Regions from separate parts of the Mus musculus genome. Here all the other regions are linked to region 3. Evidence: chromatin contacts called from public HiChIP or PLAC-seq data. All regions are on one chromosome and are shown on one strand. Each heading gives the region's core, a stretch centred on a gene start, on an enhancer-like site or on the middle of the called end of the contact. The rest is flanking DNA. Distances are from core to core; before and after follow the strand shown.

Region 1 (3,375 bases), core at 644-3,143, 390 kb before region 3:
CATTTCCTCAAGGGAGGCTCCTAACTCCAGCTTGTGTCAAGTTGATACACAAAACCAGCCAGTACATTGATACATACTCACACGTAAACTCTCACATATCCCCCACCTAAAACACCCTACGTACATGTACATACACACACTCACACACCTAAGCACACATGCACATAATTTTCCTATGCAAGATAAATCATGAAGTACCTGTCTTTCTCAAACTATCTTATTTTGCTAGTTCCCTCTATTTTCTGACAAATGTCACACTTTCCTTTTATCTTTATAGCTGAATAAAATTTCATTGTGTACATGAACCACATTTTCTTTATTCATTCATCTATTGATGGACGTCTAGGACGCCTCCATTTCCTGGCAAAAGCCCTTTCTCCATGGACCACACTGGGACTCAGCGCCTGTCTACACAAATTCAACGCAGAGGCTGGATGCATAGAAACCTAAGGAGAATGGTCCCAGCTCACGTGCAGGAAACAGACTTCCCTGTCCTCTGTTAAATACCAGGAGATCCTCTGGACACTGAAAGCACAACTCTAAAAACAAGTAGATCCCAGAACTGATGGTGCTTACAGTTCAATGGAGCAAACACCATAGCCAGATGAGCTCTGCACTGGCCTAGCTAGGTTGGGTTAGAAAGTTAAGTTAGAGAGGTGGGGTTAGAACGGAGATGAAAGCAATGCGGGGAAAACAAAAGGAATGAGAGTTGCTGTTTCCACTTGCGGGTGTGGGAGCAGAGGTGGACAGAGGACCATAGCATCCTCCTTGTGCAAGAAATTAAATTTGACTACAGAAAAAAGTCATGCAGGTATGTGAGACGGGCGGAAAGCATTCCAGGTAGAGGGAAGGGAAGACAGAGAGCCTCTGAGTCATGACGCGTTTGGAAGTCTGAGGAGCAGCAAGAGGGCAGGGCAGGAGAGTTGGAGCTGAGTGATTGAGGCCGAGAGGTGTGTCTGATAAAATTAGAGGTGTCTGGGAAGCAGACTGGGTAAACCAGTGTAGCTAGGAGTCCCTGTAAGGAGCCAAGCACTCTGTGAGACTAGACACCACCAGAGGCAAAGGTGCGACAGGACCTCATTTCCAGGCTAACCCTGAAGGATCTTATGACTGCAGCATCCGGGTCTAGATGAGGAGACTTTCTGTCTCCCACCTAGGTCATGCCTGGTACCTGGAGCCTCCAGGCCTGCTGGGTTGGAAGAATATGTGTGCATTCAGTGAAGAAAGCAAGTTGCTCACAAACACAAGGAGGAAACTAGTTACTGCCGACACAAGAGGCCAGCTGGTTACTGCAGACACAAGAGGCCAGCTAGTTATTGCAGGTCTCTAGGGCCTTGTTGCCAGTGGGTGTGTGAGGAGGCCACACCCTGGCTCTGCCTGTCTAGTTTGTCTGCCTACCATTGACATCTGCCCAGACACCATAGCTACTTACTCTCCTAGATGGGCTGTGTGCAAGTGACCTAGAGCCTGGAGCCTCACCTACCACATCTGTGTCCAACATCCGGGAGGGGGATGCTTTCCTGCAGGACTTAGCCTTGAGGTAACTTACTCACCTTCTAGCTTGCTTTTCTATACAATAGAGATGATTTTTTAGAAACTTAAAATGCTGTCAAGGTGACCTTCCTCTTCTCTAAGGTGAAATCAGCTGATATAGCATGATTTGTGAGTATTTTAAGGTTCTAAGTGCTCAGGGGCCCCTGATCGTAAATACACATTTTTTTTGTTTTATCATCATCATCATCATTATTATTAACCATTAATATTTTCCAAGTGGTTCTTATGAACTGTAAAGTTTAAGAGACTTTGTCCTTGACCTCTCTGGTAATGCAAAGCTGTGTGTATGCATTTACTTGTACACACACATTTATGGAAATTACACATGACTCAGGCAGAGAGGAATTCAAAGACCACAGCCAGCTGAGCTTAGCTGTTTTGACTCAACAATGTATCATTGAGATAATCCTGCCTCTCCCTCTTTTTTTTTTCTTTACTGGGTATTTTATTTATTCACATTTCAAATGTTATCCCCTTTCCCAGTTTCCCCTCCAGAGACCCCCTATCTCATTCTCCCTCCCCCTGCTTCTATGAGGTGCTCACCCACCCACCCACTCCTGTCTCCCAGCCCTGGCATTCCCCTACACTGGGGCATCGAGCCTTCCCAGAACCAAGGGCCTCTCCTCCCATTGATGTCCGACAAGGCCATTCTCTGATACGTATGCGGCTGGAGCCATGGATCAACTCTTTGGTTGGTGGTTTTAGTTCCTGGGAGCTCTGGGTGCCTCTGCCTCTTAAACGGTTCCTTGCTATGCAACTCCAGGGAAGGACAAACAGCAGGTTTCGCTGTCCCCAGTGGTGGCCATTTGTGCTGTCTTCCATTATTTCCAGCTGGTTTGAGATCTCACCCTGTTTGCTCTGCAGCCGTGTATCCTTGGCCAACTGATGTAACTTCCTAATGACGTGTTTCCACCCCCTTCTTCCCTTCAAGAAGACTATTAACACTCTCTACATGGTGGCGGTAGTGAAACTTGAGTGTTTTTCTCCGAAGAAAAAGTGACCAACATACAATCAGTGGTTAACTAATAGTTGACTGTCAATCATATTCTGACTAATCTCTTACTTTGAGGTCTCAAAATATGGTCTTCTGATAGAAGCCCCTCTCATTTGAGCTCGGATGATGCAGGGGTGTGGCTTGTGGGGTGGAGGATCTGTGGTATTTGAGCGATGCTTGGCTTTGCAAGAATGAGACACAATGTGGCTCTTTTTATGGCTGCTGAGGGCCGTGATGCAAAGAGCATATTTTTATTGGCTTCGGAGGACGTTTCTTGACAGAGTATTGAACTCTTTTCCTTCCTGCTTTTATTTTTAGTATAATTTCAGATATGGAAAAGCTACTGAAATAGTATGGCTATTTTACTATGTATCAAGTGTTAACATTTACTAACTTTGTTTTACCCCCTTGCAGATACATATCACACATCTTGCTTCTGAACCTTTTGAGAAGCCCATTGCCATTTACGTGGCAAGTCCTCCAAAGTCCTGTATCAGGAAGTGTCACTATCCCAGGCAAGCTAAAAGGATTAGTCACTTTGGTGGTGTATCACTGTGCTGAAAACAACAACAAAATATGACTAATGGTCAAAGTCTGGACATTAACTTTGATACATGTTTTTCAGTCAATAGGTCTATTCTAGATTTTGGCAAGTTTTTCACTAATGTCCTTTATAAGCATAGAATCTTAGATGCATGAATCTGTGTTTTCTAGCCTGTTCTTTTCCATTCTGGCCCAGTCCCCCAATGCTTATTTTTCATATCATGGGTACTTGCAGAGAGAATGGGTCTAACATTATCTTCAGTGTTCTCAGCCTGTGGTTGCTT
Region 2 (3,285 bases), core at 260-2,759, 330 kb after region 3:
AGTTTAAAGAAACAAAGTCAAGCAAAGACTCTGCCTCTGACTATAGAATTCCTACCAGGGCGAGTAAAGAAAACAAAACACAAAAAACCTTTGATTATCTATTTATGCCCTGCTGAGCCGGGACCCAGAGGAGAGGAGCCAAACACAAAAGACATAATCTCAAGCAAGCATCCTCTCTATTTAGGGCCTCCCTGGCCTTGAGCTTTGCTATGAGAACAGGTGGAGATCTGCCTTGGAAAGTTTTAGTGGAGCAAGGGAAGCTGGCCAGAAGGACCAAGAGGAGGGAAGAAATGACATGTCACTGTTTAACTGAGTGACGACTGAGCTGAACCCTGAAAGCCGAGAGGATTCTCATAGACTCGGTCCCCCAGAATCCCTGAGATAGATGAGGAGAAAGGAGTCATTGGCGTTTCCTGAGAAATGGAGGGTGCTGGAGGTTCTGGATATGCCAAGCGCTGGGGATGTTTGTCTTGGGTGTCCTCAGGCCTGTGCCTGCTATAAGATACCATGTGCAAGCATATAGATGAGCCACGGACCCTGACCACCACCCCGCAAGAACAAAGCTAAAGAATGACAGTTGAAGGTTGTGAAGTAGCCCCTATTTAACTTGTGGGGTGAGGCTATGTGTAGTTCAGAACTACATATATGCTTCCTACCCTGCCCCCCCCCCCGCCCCCGCCCCACCCCCCGCCCCACCCTACCTGCTTGTCCTGTGCACTCCTTTCTAGACTAAGAGAATTCTAGAAACCAACACTACAGAAAACCCAGTGACGTGGCAGCGGTCAACGACCAACTTCACATGTGTAGCCTCACACACAGATTTACCCTTTACCCCAAATAAACAATAAAGAGGTAGGGCTGGGGACACTTGCCATGTGGTGGCCTCTATTTTTGCCTGGATTTGACTAGAGGAAGCGTCCAGCTGGCACTTTGGAAAACTGTAGCCACACGTGGAGATTGCTGGGTTTTCTCCACATAAACCATCCTGTTGGTGTTCTGAATGGAACTGGAGATAAATCCACAAAGCTTTTATAAAGTCTATGCACAATGGTCCCATATCTAATATGAGAATGAGATTTTCATGAGATTCCTACGAAAGAGAAAATGTATTTGCCAAAAGCACACAGTGGTTGAACCAACTAGAACAATAATATTGTGTGTGTGTGTGTGTGTGTGTGTGTGTGTGTGTGTGTGTGTGAGAGAGAGAGAGAGAGAGAGAGAGAGAGAGAGAGAGAGAGAGAGAGAGATTTGAAGGATGCGTAGGATGCATATAGAACCTAGGTGGAATAGAGATTTGTATATTTACCTTTGAACTTGATTTGATTTTAATATTCTATCATTTGTGAACAGTTCCCAAACGCCTTGTCGGGAAGACTTGCCTATTAACTCGCTGGAAGTGTCTCGTGAACACAGCAGACAGTGGAAGCTGTGACTCATACCACAGAGCCCCAGTGGCCCCAGCTCCACCAGGCTCTGCAGTGAGCTAAACAAGTCTGCAAACATGGGCTCAGCTGCCTCTCCACACCAGATCCAAAGCTAACCCCGGAGTAAACAAAGATTAACAAGGCATAGCCTGCATTGGAAAGGAGTTCACAACCTAGCAAGGAAGCAGCAGATTAAAAACAAAACCAAAAAACCAAAAAAAAAAAAAAACCCAAAACCTACTACACCCGATAAGGTTAAGCCATTAGAGATAAATTGGGAAAAGGTTGCTGAAGCTATATTGATGAAGTGTGCGTCTGTTCAAAGGGCTGTGGGAATATGGAAAGGATACCATCCCAGCCTAGAGTTACCTGCGGCAGGAAAAATAAAATTGAAGGCAGAGACTCTTTTTTTTTTTTTTATTTTATTTTATTTTATTTTATTTTTTTTTTTTAGGCAGAGACTCTTGAAGGATCTCTTGAAAGACAAAGCCCATCTGGTAGCAGGAAAGAGGGATTCCTGGGGGAGGGGCAGCAGTGTAGGGAAGAGGTCAGAGGCATGGCCCTGCACCCACAGCAGACACAGAGTGCTGGGGCCAGGCCAGCGTGGTGTGTGCTACAGAGGCAAGGGGGGCAGGCTGGGAAAGAGGCGGGGCTCAATGTGAATGCAAGCCCAGGAAGTTCTCAGGTGAAGGGTGCTTCCGAAGGCCTCTGAGAGCAGAGAAGAGCCACTCAGTGGGATGCACATCAAGTGTGCTACCTGGTGTTGTCTCTGACGTTTGTTTCAAGGTCTCAGGAAATTAACCCACTTCCCAAACAGTGTTTGCTCAGTCCTAAATATGGCTGCACCTCAGAGCAGGGCTCTGCAAACTAAAGCTAATGGATCACATTTGGACCACTGTTTGTTCTTGTAAATAAAGTTTTATTGGGACACATGGATACCTGGCTACTGCTATGGCTGATTTACTGCTGAGCTTGGTATTTGCAATGGAGACTAATAAACAAGATCCAAGGTATTTGTGATTTAATGAGATACTTTGCTGAGGATTGCGTTTTCATTTTCCAAGGTCAAGGTCATTTTTGCCTTTTTGATTGAACTAGAAATGTTTGTAGCAGCTTTCCTATCCTTTTTTTTTTCTTTTTCTTTTTCTTTTTTGAGACAAGGACTCACTGTGGACCTCTGGGTAGCCTGCTATGTAATTCTGGCTGACAGAAACCCGCTTGCCTCTGCCTCCTGAATGCTAAGACTAAAGGTGTGCACTAAGCCCCTCATATTGCTGCCTTAATGAAGTGGTCAATTCTGACAGGTTGGTGAAGTCAGTGGTAGATGGAACATGTCCAGAAAAGAGAGAGTGAGTACCCAAACCAGACAGATCTGGCCAGGCTGTTGTCATTTCTGGGGATGCTGAAGATGGCTAGGTGGTTATGTTGTTAGTCATGCAACCATACCTAAAATATGTGGGCTAGTGTGTGCATGTCATGGGCTGCCTCTTAGCCAGCTCTGCTCTCTGCCTTCTGTTTCCCCCACATCCCCATCTTTATGAAAACACATGTCTGGTGCTTATATTTGCCACAATCCCCAAGGAATAGTGTCCCTGATGGACCCCACATCCTCCACCTCCAGGCTGGGAAAGAGACTTGATATATTCCTACCTGCCTCTTACACACATATGAGATACATGTGTGTGTCATGCACACACACACACACACACACACACACACACACACACATACACATACACATAATATATCACACATGTACACATAAGTACAAACATGATCTCACATATACACATGACTATACACTCACATATGTGCATGCACACATGTGTACGTGTACACACACACACACACACACAACAAT
Region 3 (3,009 bases), core at 413-2,912:
CATAAGATTGCTTGTGTTCCTTTCTCTAGCACCCGCTCACCTTGAATCGGTCTCCACCGTTAGACTAAAGATCAGGTGCCCCGGATACAACTTTGAGCTTGAGGTTATAGGCATTTATTTATAGGCCAGAAAGTTTCCTTCCAATGTTCGTAGTCAACAGATAGGAGTAGTTTAAAAAGATATTTGGGGGCTGGGGCTGGGGTTCAGTGGTAGGGTGTTCACCTAGCGTGTGAAAGGCTCCTGGCGTGAATTTCACACACACACACCCATGCACATACACACACATACACACACACCACTGCTTCCAACAAACAAAGAGAGCCTTTTTAATAGCTCATCTTCACTGACTGTCAAGGGATTGTTTTCTTCTGGAGACACTCAACCGACATGGAATTGAGCTCTGCCCATCTACAAATCCCCTGTAGGGTTTGTGAAACAAGCCATAATCCCCCTCATGAAAACACACACTGGCTATTTATGCTCATGCTTGGTCCAAATATTACAATTGTTTCTGGATTTCTGCCACATTCCTCTCGAGATGGTCATTTGGGAGAGTTTGTTTATAATGTGTGTTTTGAATGAAATTTTAAAATTCCAAGACCACAGGATGTAAGACTCAATTGTGGGTTAAACTTCATTTTTGCATTCCCCCCCCCCCCCCCAAAGAGGGCTTACTTACATTACAGCGGTGAACAGTGAATAGAAAACAGGGCAAAGGTATGTTTTTGGTTTTGTTTCAGGGATCAGTATTTGAAAGACTATGAAAAGCACATGCTACCTTGAATGATGAGGGAAAGTTGTTTCGAAATGGCCTGTGGCATTCGGTTGTTGGTTCAGGTGAATTAAAACATTAAGTGAGTTTATAGGAACCAGAACAAACAGTTTCTTTAGTGCCTGTGTGAATCGTGGCGTTAAAATCACAGACAAAACCCCTGAACTCCAAGATTGCATCTCTCTCCTCACACAAAGTCAAGCTTATTGAAATGAACAGTGGAACAGAACTCATTCAGAAGTTGGAAAAGAAAAGCTAAATTATAAAAGCTTTTCTAGGATTCCTTCTTTTCTGTTCAATCCTAGACTTGTCCCTTATGTCTTTGTTTATTTTCTAAGCTGATGCTAATTCTAACCGTCTGTCTGAGATTTTATGGGAAAATTTCAACTTTTAAATATAAATTAAGGTTTCTTGTATTTAAGTACAACTTGAAGTATTTTTTATTTTTTTGGGTTTTTTTTTGTTTGGTGTGTGTGTGTTACGAATGATAGACAATAAAGTGATGTGTCTGGCTTTCATGATTTTTCTGCTGGGCACCTCAGCCTTTGACGTTTGGATCTATTGTTTACTTCTTGGTACTTATGAGGTAAGGTACCATAGTGGATAAAGCCCTTGGAAATGAAGGCCCCGGTCTGAGGAGCACCTCGGCCACCGCTTTCGGCTGGATTTCTCCCCGCATCTCTGAGGGGCACCTCAGCCACTGCTTTCGGGTGGATTTCTCCACAAGCTGTTTCGGTTTACTTTCTCTCCATAAATCGGACGCACGTTCGCACGCGCACACCAGCGATTTCTATGACATAGCCTTTCTGGAATTCCATAAACACAGGATATCCAACATGGGCTAACCACTTGTCCAGAAAAGAAAATAAGCAGACGGTTGCCCACAGAACACAGCTTACATTCGGGCAGCAGAGTCCGCCAAGAAGCGATTGCATTGAGTCTCTGTCTGACTGATACTCCAACCTGGAAAGCGACAGAGTGCTTTGCAATGGCTGTTTCTTGTTAACAGAATGACTTACAGCCTCCGAATTGAGGGCTTATTTGATTTTTGACCTTGATCATCAGAGAGGGTGTTGTAGAGGACCACTGCAAATACTGTTCCTCTTAGGTACAAAGGAAAATGCTCTACTTAGGAAAAAAATAGGATAAAAACAATAAAATAATAAAACAATTTAATGTTTAATAAAATAAGACATTTGCTATCATATCAGGTGGACATATTTAGCTGTTCCTCTCTGACAAGAATCCTCAAAGCCTTTATAAAACATTAGGAAATAAATACTACCCTTCTTTGCTAAACTATTGACTAGTTTTGAGCTTAACACAGTCCTAAAATAAGAACACCAGCAGCAATCCCAAGCTTAGCTTCAACAGTGGAGTTTTATGCTAAGGTCTCCTCTCAGCTACTTAGTGCTCTAAATAAAGGGGGTTGGGAGTAGCAGCCCTTCCAGAAGCCAGGCAGGTTGGACTTGACAACCTTGCATTCCTATAACTACAGTGGGAGATCACTTTGCTAAATGTTACTCACTTTTTCTGGTCTACGGGTGGAGTTACTGAAACTGCCAATTCTAGGGCTCAGACGGTTCCTGTAAAAGCAGCCTTCAACGCATCGGAAAGACTTTCCTGGAGGAAGGAGCGCTGGCTCCATTTGTCTTTCTGGATTTACTGGGCTCGTTAATTCAGGTGCTCTGATAATGGTGCTAAGTGGGAAGAAGCCATTTTCTCAATTATCCTCGTCTGATAAGCCTTTTGGGAGTGCAATGAGCTACTGTCATTATGTAATTATGCCGTCCTTCTAGTTTCATGCCATGGGCAAAGCTCTGCAGCATCACGCCTTGGGTGTAGACCTGGTTGAGCAGCCCTTACCCTTCCACTCTAGTCTTCTATCTTCTTCTCCTGCAGTCCACCTTTCATAGCACACCTGCTTTTGTCTGCTTGTTTGGTCTTTTGGAAATAGGGCCTTACTGCTAACACAGCTTAGCCTGAAACTCTCAATTCTCTGACTTCAGCTTCTCAGTTCTGGGATCATAGGTGTGTGTGTCAACTATCCCAGATCACCAGGTCATCTGGGATGATCTTTCAAAAATATGAGTCATGCCTCACCACCATGCCCTGATTGACAGACAATCACATCTTTTCACGTCCTGCAGCTTTCTTCCAAGATCAGAGCAGTTGATTTGTCCAGAACGGGAGTTGGTAGCCAGAAGATATTGTGGTCATCAGTGATCTTTCATTGA

Evidence for each region. HiChIP or PLAC-seq counts read pairs in DNA pulled down with a chosen protein or histone mark.
Region 1: a contact with region 3 is called in an HNF4G HiChIP or PLAC-seq map of pancreatic cancer cells. The contact joins two enhancer-like sites. A contact is called at or near these places in 1 of 115 datasets of contacts at active chromatin or transcription factors (pancreatic cancer cells) and 1 of 9 other capture datasets (pancreatic islet).
Region 2: an HNF4G HiChIP or PLAC-seq map of pancreatic cancer cells shows a contact between it and region 3. The contact joins two enhancer-like sites. A contact is called at or near these places in 1 of 115 datasets of contacts at active chromatin or transcription factors (pancreatic cancer cells) and 1 of 9 other capture datasets (adipose tissue).

The regions. Positions count from the first base shown.
Region 1 is chr5:53,951,944-53,955,318 of GRCm38.p6, reverse strand. No RefSeq gene overlaps it. Among named protein-coding and RNA genes, the nearest start is that of Gm40305, 26 kb to the right of the region's middle. Within about 2 kb of position 1,893, at least 36 of the 459 cell types and tissues checked have an H3K27ac peak or open chromatin away from gene starts, as enhancers often do. A contact at or near this core is called in pancreatic cancer cells, where this site is marked.
Region 2 is chr5:53,234,510-53,237,794 of GRCm38.p6, reverse strand. The region is part of intron 4 of Gm30464 (a long non-coding RNA gene); the gene reads right to left. Among named protein-coding and RNA genes, the nearest start is that of Gm30519, 11 kb to the left of the region's middle. Within about 2 kb of position 1,509, at least 55 of the 459 cell types and tissues checked have an H3K27ac peak or open chromatin away from gene starts, as enhancers often do. A contact at or near this core is called in pancreatic cancer cells, where this site is marked.
Region 3 is chr5:53,563,079-53,566,087 of GRCm38.p6, reverse strand. It overlaps a transcript of Rbpj not described here. Among named protein-coding and RNA genes, the nearest start is that of Gm40304, 17 kb to the right of the region's middle. Within about 2 kb of position 1,662, at least 49 of the 459 cell types and tissues checked have an H3K27ac peak or open chromatin away from gene starts, as enhancers often do. A contact at or near this core is called in pancreatic cancer cells, where this site is marked.